Linked DNA regions of Mus musculus: regions 1 and 2 are each linked to region 3. Evidence: chromatin contacts called from public Hi-C and promoter capture Hi-C data. All regions are on one chromosome and are shown on one strand. Each heading gives the region's core, a stretch centred on a gene start, on an enhancer-like site or on the middle of the called end of the contact. The rest is flanking DNA. Distances are from core to core; before and after follow the strand shown.

Region 1 (2,700 bases), core at 8-2,507, 4.6 Mb before region 3:
CAGTGGGCTGGGCTCGCCATAGATCTATCATCAAGAAAATGCCACCATAAACTTGCCTACAGTCCAGTCCGAGTGAGACAATTCCTCATTTGAGGTTCCTTCTTCCAAGGTGTCAAGTTGACAAAAACCAACCAGCACACACCAAATGGTGCCCCCTTCCCCCCACCCCCCCACCACCACCACCACATACACACACACCATTTCCTCTTTCCTTGTATTTCTGACTCATATCTTCTATAGAAAGCTATAGGCTTTCTTATGCCAGCTAGTGGGATGTATGGCTTTGATCGGATTGGTGTTTTTTATGAAAGCAGCTCCCTTCCCTCAGCTCTCACCCCAAGGTCTGTTCCTTCTGGTAAGTCTCTGACTTCTTATTTCAGACATTAACTGGGAATGTGAAGAAGCTCAATACACGAGGTAGTCCGCTCTTAAATGTGTCTTCCCAGGGGAGTCACAGTTTCTTGAATCCATAACAGGGGATATTGAGCGTTTCTATGTATATATATGTACATCCTGGAAAGTTCCCCAGGATGCTTTCTGCCATTAGGCCTAAGTAAACAAGTATCTCTTAGCTTCAACATCTTTATAATCAGAGACATATAGAATGTTCAAACTAAAGGCCGTAAGGGTGTAATATGCAAAAGCAGTCTTAGAGAAATACAGAACTGCACGAAAGACTGGCAAGGGGTAAATGTTGAATGCTAGCAAATATCTTCTCTGGGAACAAAACTACAATGTTCAGCTAACTTAATAACCACATAAGCTGAAAGGTTTGCAATTCCATCGTATATAGCAGTCTCGGTAGTCCTTGATATTTCACTATATTTTTGCAAGATGCTACTAGATAGAATACATACCGCATCGAGCGTTAAGCTTCCCCGGGCAGCTCCCTGGAATGTTACTATGCTAAGAAACAAAGGAAATGAGTAACACGATATTATCATCAAAAAAAATTTCAACGTGAACTTTTTCAGCAACCTTTGTCGAGCACACACCTCAGGGAAGGAGCACCTAGTCAGGTTGCAGAGTCCCCTGGGGAGAGAGAGCCTTGGCGCTCAAACTCTCGGCCGTCTCAAAGCCCTCGCTAGCTACCAAAGCACTTTGGGAGTCCCGCCCTTTGCAAGTCCCGCCCTTTGTAAGTCCCGCCCTTTGTAAGTCCCGCTCTTTTAAGTCCCGCCCATGTGCCCGCTGTCACTCAGCGGGGACGCTGGACCTTGCAGTGACTTGGGCCTCCTTTCTTTCCTTCCCTTACGGTGATGAAACGCAGGGTAAACTACCAATCCCAGAAGGCACCGCGCATGCAAATGGGTGGAGCGAGGCTTGAGAGGGCGGGACATGAAGGCCTTCCGGAAAAGATTCAAATCCGGAGGACTGAAATCGCGGGAGGAGCCGGCACCGCGCCTTTAGGTAGGAGAGGCAGCTCTGCCCTTCCCTGCACAGGGACCAGCGTGCTCAGCTGTGGTCGGTCGCTTCTCCTGCCTGTCCTCACAGCACAGGGATGTGGTTGCGCTCGCCAGGACTGGTGTGGGCTCCCTGAGAACTAGTCTTGCCCGACGATGCTCTTTCTCGGTTTGCTCACTCCTAGTGACATTTGACAGGACGGTGGATGGAGGGGCTGGAGGTGGCCCAGAGTGACCGCTCTTCTCAAAGACCCAGGTTTAGTTCCCAGTGTCCACAGAGGGGTCTTGCCACTGACTGTTACTCCATTTCGGGGATCCCACCCCCCTTTTGGCTCCTGCGGGCAGCGCACGCACTGTGTGCTGAGACTTGTTTGCAAGCAAACCGGCAATACACATACATAGAAGCAGATCTTTGAAAAGGAGGTGGGAGGACCGCAAGCTAACGCAATATTTCCGCAAGGTTGGTTCAAAAAGAGGCGACATACAAGGAATAGCTTTCGAGGCATTCAAGAGAGATAATTTAGAAGATTCCTAGTGAGATTTTTGGGAATATGACCAAGGCACCACAGAATGTTCAATTGAAAAACTTCCTGCCTCTTGTGGAATTCCTTTGACAGAAGGAAAGATTTTATTCCTAGGGAGAGCCTGGGAGAAACAGCAAACATCTGAGTGTAGTGTAACCTCCTAATAGAAACTTAGTTTCAAAGATGACACTTTGCCTTTAGTTTGTACCAGTGGTAGGAGGGGAGAAGGTTCGTTGCAAATACTTGATCTTGTGGGTTTTGTCTTGTTTTTGCACACCAAGTTGCTTTCTATTTTCTATTTCTAAAGGAAGCCCCTGTTCAGTTCAGACATTACAGTTCTAACCACAACCAGTTTGGATCATAAACAGCCTAACCAAAGGTAGTCACCATGATGTTACTAACTACAAAGACTCGAGTAGTGCATCTGAAAAGGGAATTGTTAGTCACTGAATGAAGAGATATTTAGCTATACATCAAATGCCTATTGTATCCTGATTCTCCACCACAAAAGGAACTGTAAGTATTATAAAGTAGGTAAACACAAATTGTGCTTATATTGCAACATGGCCCAGGATGATGTGTGCAGCCTTGAAGCTTCCAGAAGCTTCCACTGTGGTCCTTGAGAACATTAGCTGGAATAAGGCTTTACATCTATAGCTATATACTATTCCTAGCTGAATTATGAACTACTTAGATTGTACTTGTCACTCAGTAATAGATTTGGGGACAGTGATCCTTAGCTCATAATTAGGCACATAAGATAGATTGATTTCTAA
Region 2 (2,700 bases), core at 93-2,592, 4.3 Mb before region 3:
AAGTTGGGGAAGGAAGGGGTTAGGGCTTACTCTTCCATATTACCGCTCTTGCCTAAGGAAGTAAAGGCAGGGACTCAAACAGGACAGGAACCTGGAGGCAGGAGCTCATGGCTTGCCCAACCTACTTTCTTATGACAGCCTAGGACCACCAGTCCAGGATGGCACCATGCATAATTGGCTGGGCCCTCCCCTGTCAATCACTAATGATATGCCTTGCAGGACTGCCTACAACCTGACCTTATGGGGCATTTTCTTAATTGAGATTCCTTCCACTCAGGAGACCTGTGCCAAGTTGACATAAAACTATCGAACACAGTTAGGAATGATGGCACGGCCTGTAACCCTAGTACTGATAATCCTGAATTCAAGGTCAGCTATATCACACAGTGAGACCCATTCAAAAACAAAAACAACACAAAATATGAACTTGTACTTTTCATATCTTCACACCCTCATTTAATTTTTGAAACTATTTTTCATAACTATCACCTAACCAGGTATCGGGCACTATATTAGGGAAGCCCCTCCAAAGATTAATCTGAGGTGCACAGTTTGGTCCGGAGGGACCCAACTTCCATCAAAGCAAAGAAATGGACAAAGGTGTAAGGAACATTCAGTTTGAAGAAGCCTAATCTAGACAAAATGCCAGGGCCTTCGACTCCAATCTTGCCACCTTGGCGGGAGACCTTTAAGTTCTTTGCCTAGCATGGCTGTCCACTCTGAGAGGCTCTACCAACAGCTGATTGAGAAAGAGGCAGATACTTACACCCAACCATTGTCGGACTGAGGTTAGAGACCCCTACGGTTGGATTAGAGGAAGGGTTGAAGGAGCTGAAGGGGAGGGTGACCCCATAGGAAGATCAGCAGTCTCAACCAACCCGGACCCCGGGGGGCTCCCAGAGGCTGAGCCAACAACCAGGCAGCATACATGGGCTGAGCCAAGTGCCACCCATTCCCCAGCCTCCTGGGACCTATGTAGCAGAGGTCTGCTTAGTCTGGCTTCAGTTGGAGAAGATGGGTCCAATTCCCAAGGGTCTTGAGGCCCCAATAATGGGGGATGGGGAGATAGATGATGGGGAGCAGAATGGTGTGAGGAACTGGGTGGGGGACCGGGAGGGGGGTAACGCCTGGAATGTAAATAAATAGTTAATTAAAAAATGTGTCAAAAAGAGAAAGAGAGAGAGGGGGGAGGGAGGGAGGGAGGAAGGAAGGAAGGAAGGAAAGAAGGAAAGAAAGAAAGACAGACAGACAGACAGAAGAAAGAAAGAAAGACAGACAGACAGACAGACAGACCACTGCACTTAGCTCCTGGATGGACAGAGGCGGGGCAAGCCTCGGGACTGAAGTGCGCACGCGCACGACCGGGAGAGACGCACGGGCGGCAGGCAGAAGCCGTGTCATGGCGTCATCATCGTGCGACCTATTTCCCGGAGACAGGCGTCCACGGTATTGAGGTATTGTGCAGAACCGCGTTCGGGTGCTTGTCGTGCTCCCGTCACAGTCTCTTTTCCCGCACCCCGGGATCACGTCCGTCCTGTGGCCGACTGGGAGGAGCCGAGCGGGACTGCTCGCTTCTAGCGTAGTCCCTGCAGTGGCGGCTCTCGGGCTTTGCTTTGGCCTTTAGTTTCTCTGTCAATACCGTCTTCATTTCGCTGCCACTGTTAACGTTGCCTTTCAGAGGTTGAAAAGCGACAAGTAAAACACCCAACGCCATCAGCTTCTAGCTGATTCCAAATCTAAACGGAGACAAAATGGAAGGTGGAAAAAGTAACTTTGCGTGCAGCCCTTCCTGTTCCGCCCAAGGTCGGAATGCTTGCGGTGGCAGTGTTAGCCCTTTTGAAACAAGGGTTTCCTTAATTTTACTTTTTCTTTTCCGAGACACAGTTTCTCAGTATAGCCCTGGCTGTCCTGGAACTCGATCTGTAGAACAGGCTGGCCTCGAACTCCGAGATCAGCCTCCCTCTCTTAGGTGTTAGGATTAAAGGCGTGGGAAACCGGGCCGGGCCGGCAGCTTTCTGCTGTAGCGGATTGTATTAAGAGGAATTTTTCAGTGTCATCTGGGAAAATTTCATCGTGGCTCAAATTTCTGTTGGAAGATAGCGTTAATGACTTAAAATGTGTTGACTACAATTTAGTTTTGGCTTGGAAAAGGTGTATTTGCCCTGGTGAGATGTCTGTGGTGTAATTATTAACCTGTTTGGACTAAGAGTAGACAGAACTAAGTATCAACGTTAGTTTTTATTTATAAATGACAGCTATCCTTATTGAACTTTAGAAAACTACTTCTGGATGGTGGAATTGATAGACTGAATTGTTTTGTTACAAGATAAGATGACAGTGTGAACAGTTTTTGTTGTTTTCTAGTAATAGAAGTGAAATTCCCAAATCAGAGATGTTGTGGATGCTTTCCGGTACCTATAGGGATGCAGTTTTCTCTTGTTTTTAACTTTGAAAAGTTCTATGGGTAAACAGTAGCACTTGTTTGCAAGCATTTGACTCTTCATGTATGGCTCTGAATAGTCTACAGTGGATTACCTCTTTGTTATTTCCACTTTCTTAAATAATAACTAATATTATGAACTAGTACTTTGAGCATTCTACTAATGGAGTATAGCTTTAAGAGTTTTATTGATATTTATTTTGTCTACATCACAACCTTATGTATTATTATTACTTTAGAGGTAATTGTAAAAACAAGCC
Region 3 (2,700 bases), core at 13-2,512:
AAGTGGGGTTTTGGATAAGATGATTGTAAAAAGGTTTTCATATAGGCCTAACAGCCTAAAGTCTGAAGTTCTTGGATAACTAGTGCCACTTTATTACTAAAATTATTAAGACAGAGACTGCTTAAGCCATAATTTAAATAACTACTTATGTGTCAAAATAACTAGGCAACAATGACTGGAAATTAGTAATTATTCCCTTAGGGTTTCTTATAGAGATTGAGGGAGTTTTTGTCCTTGTTTGAAAACATGTCTCCTTGGGTTCTGTGAAATTTCCAATTCATCCAAAAATTTTCAATTCATCTCACATTTCCCATCTTGATATTAAAGGACAACACGTATTTTTAAAATGTAAATTTCAAAGTACTTAGCAATTTCCAGTCTGGTGGCAAATGTCACCTTCAAACAGCATGAAGATTAGTCCTACGTCAGAGCTCTCTTTCACGTCACCCCCCTCCGCCCGCTGAGGACAAGATAGATCTAGAGCTTCAACAAGATGGTTACGTTACATCTGCAAGGAGGCCTTCAGAATTTATGACAGAGTAGTAAAGAATATCGGCACTGTTTGACTAGCGATGCTAGTCCTGTCATTACAAACGGAGATCAAGAATAGGTTTTCAGTAACATTTGTTTTCTTTTAAATCAAATATGGTGGAAACATGTCTCCTGAAAACTGGGATCATAACCTGGAGCACTACCGGTAAATCAACATCAGAGGCCTATTCTTTCCAAGAGCTTAAGAGGCAAAATAGTGTTAGGACCTAATTCTTCCCCTCCCATAATTCTCATCCCCCACAACAAATCCTTTAAGGTCCTTCGGAGAAAATTTTGTCCCTCCTGCGCAAGGACTGAGACCCGACTTTCCAAGGACAGTGATTTCTCTAGAGTCCTTGCGAACCCCTTTCCAGTATCTGGGTTACTGCGACAGTCGTGAGAATGAGTCAGATTTTGCAAACCGCGCGGAGGACAGCTCCCGGCATTACTGCTTTTTAAAAGCGCATCAAGCGCAGGAGGAGGCCGAGAGGCCGGAGCTGCTGCAGGTTCCAGGAGCCCACACTCACCATTATTGCAAACTGCAAGGCCGATCTCTGCACCTGCAAAAGGCAGTCTCCAGCAGTCAGGTCACCTCTACAGCGGAACAGACTCTGGGAGAGAACGCGGGGCTGGCCCGCAAAGGTTCGGCTGGAGACACGGCCCTTTCTGGGAAGTGTAGTTCTTCCGGCGACCTCTGGCGCCCACCTTCGTGCATTCCTGACAGTGCTAAACTACAATTCCCCCAAACCCCTTCTTCCTACGCGCCTCGCTGCAAAGTAGTCCCGGGGCTGAGCCTCGGTGATTGGAGCGCGTCTGTGAGCAGAGGGTTGGTGCTTTGAGTGAGGCGCCTGCCTGATGGCGCTCAGCAATTGGCAGGAGAGGAGGCGTTAACTCGAGGGAGGAGAAACGACCCCTGAGCGACAGCACACGTCGCTCCACCGAGAATCTATCCTCCCCCAAGACTAAACAAGGGCGGCTAAGAGACCTTCCGTTGCTTAAAGCCCGCTCGACCCGGAAACAAAACCTTTTAAAAACTCTCTCAGAGGCGGGAGGAATTGACGCTTGCGGAAGAACGGGCAGCTTCACCGTTGCTAGGCGACGAGGCAGCCTCACCTGAGCGCTCTCCAGACCAAGAGCTTGTGGAGCTGTGTTCTCACGTCCCAGGCTGGTGAGCTCGGCCCCGAGGGTTTTTATCTGGGGGTCAGAACAGGGTGCGGCACTGATGCGCGTATCCTGAATCCGAAGCCGGTGGTTGTGGGCGACCTCCGGAGTCCCCTGTTAGTGTCAGGAGCGTGTGGATGCCACAGTTTTCAGGAGGGACGAAGAGTGTCTTGCAGTTTGAGTCAGTGTAACTTTTCCAAAGTAAAGTCAGAAAGTTTTGTTTGTGGAGTGAGCCCCTTCCTTGTGTTTACTTGTGGTGTACCGATCTAATTTTCTTTGCCGACTGTGAATATTGACACTTTTTGCTCATTCTCTTTTTGGAAACCTGTTACTTCCAGGGGAAGTTGGGAGACACTGATTGTTTCAGGCGAAATGTTAGCAGCTAAAACATCTCAAGAGGCTTTCATTTAAAATGAAAGTTGTTAAGGGAAATCTGTATTCTCCGTTTGTTGTACGGATATTCGAAAACATGTGCCTTGGAACAGACCAATGAATATGCTCTTGGTCTAACGTCAGAATTTTCTGTCACTATTAAATGGATGGTGGATGGCTTCAGTTTTGTTTTTGGAAGATTTAGTATTTGGAGAGAGAAATATGATGCCTTAGTCAGGGCTTCTATTTCTGCGATGAAACACCATGACCAAAAGCAGGTTAGGGGAAAGGATTTATTTGGCCTACTCTTCCACATTTTGGCCCATCATTCGAGGAACTCAGAATAAGTAGGAATATGGAGGGCATGAGCTGTTGCAGAGACCATGGAGGAGTGCTGCTTATTGGTTTGTTCCTCATGGCTTGCTAAGTCTGCTTCTTTATAGAACCCAGGACCACCAGCCCAGAGATGGCAGCACCCATAAAGGACTGGGCTCTTCCCCATCAATCTGTAATTAAGAAAATGCCCTATGGGCTTGTCTACAGCCCGATCTTTATGGTGGAAGCATTTTTCTTTTCAATTGAGAATTCCTCTTAACTTAAGACTGACTGTAGCTTGTGTCTGGTTGACATAAAACT

The links. Promoter capture Hi-C pulls out the DNA fragments that hold promoters and counts their contacts. A called contact is a pair of places that touch in the nucleus more often than the background predicts.
Region 1: a contact with region 3 is called in a promoter capture Hi-C map of pre-B cells, with 4 times the contacts expected there. The contact joins the promoter of Eldr here to the promoter of Mdh1 in region 3. A contact is called at or near these places in 1 of 39 promoter capture datasets (pre-B cells) and 1 of 484 Hi-C or Micro-C datasets (CD4 T cells).
Region 2: a Hi-C map of CD4 T cells shows a contact between it and region 3, with 4 times the contacts expected there. The contact joins the promoter of C1d here to the promoter of Mdh1 in region 3. A contact is called at or near these places in 1 of 39 promoter capture datasets (pre-B cells) and 2 of 484 Hi-C or Micro-C datasets (CD4 T cells and pre-B cells).

The regions. Positions count from the first base shown.
Region 1 is chr11:16,950,025-16,952,724 of GRCm38.p6, forward strand. It overlaps Eldr (Egfr long non-coding downstream RNA), which reads right to left and starts at 1,258. Exons shown (of 4, transcript NR_110425.1): 1 at 996-1,258; 2 at 858-906. It overlaps Fbxo48 (F-box protein 48), which reads left to right and starts at 1,386. Exons shown (of 4, transcript NM_176982.2): 1 at 1,386-2,440.
Region 2 is chr11:17,256,205-17,258,904 of GRCm38.p6, forward strand. It overlaps C1d (C1D nuclear receptor co-repressor), which reads left to right and starts at 1,343. Exons shown (of 5, transcript NM_020558.4): 1 at 1,343-1,454.
Region 3 is chr11:21,570,672-21,573,371 of GRCm38.p6, forward strand. It overlaps Mdh1 (malate dehydrogenase 1, NAD (soluble)), which reads right to left and starts at 1,263. Exons shown (of 9, transcript NM_008618.3): 1 at 1,059-1,263. The coding sequence starts at 1,061. It overlaps Wdpcp (WD repeat containing planar cell polarity effector), which reads left to right and starts at 1,610. Exons shown (of 18, transcript NM_145425.3): 1 at 1,610-1,699.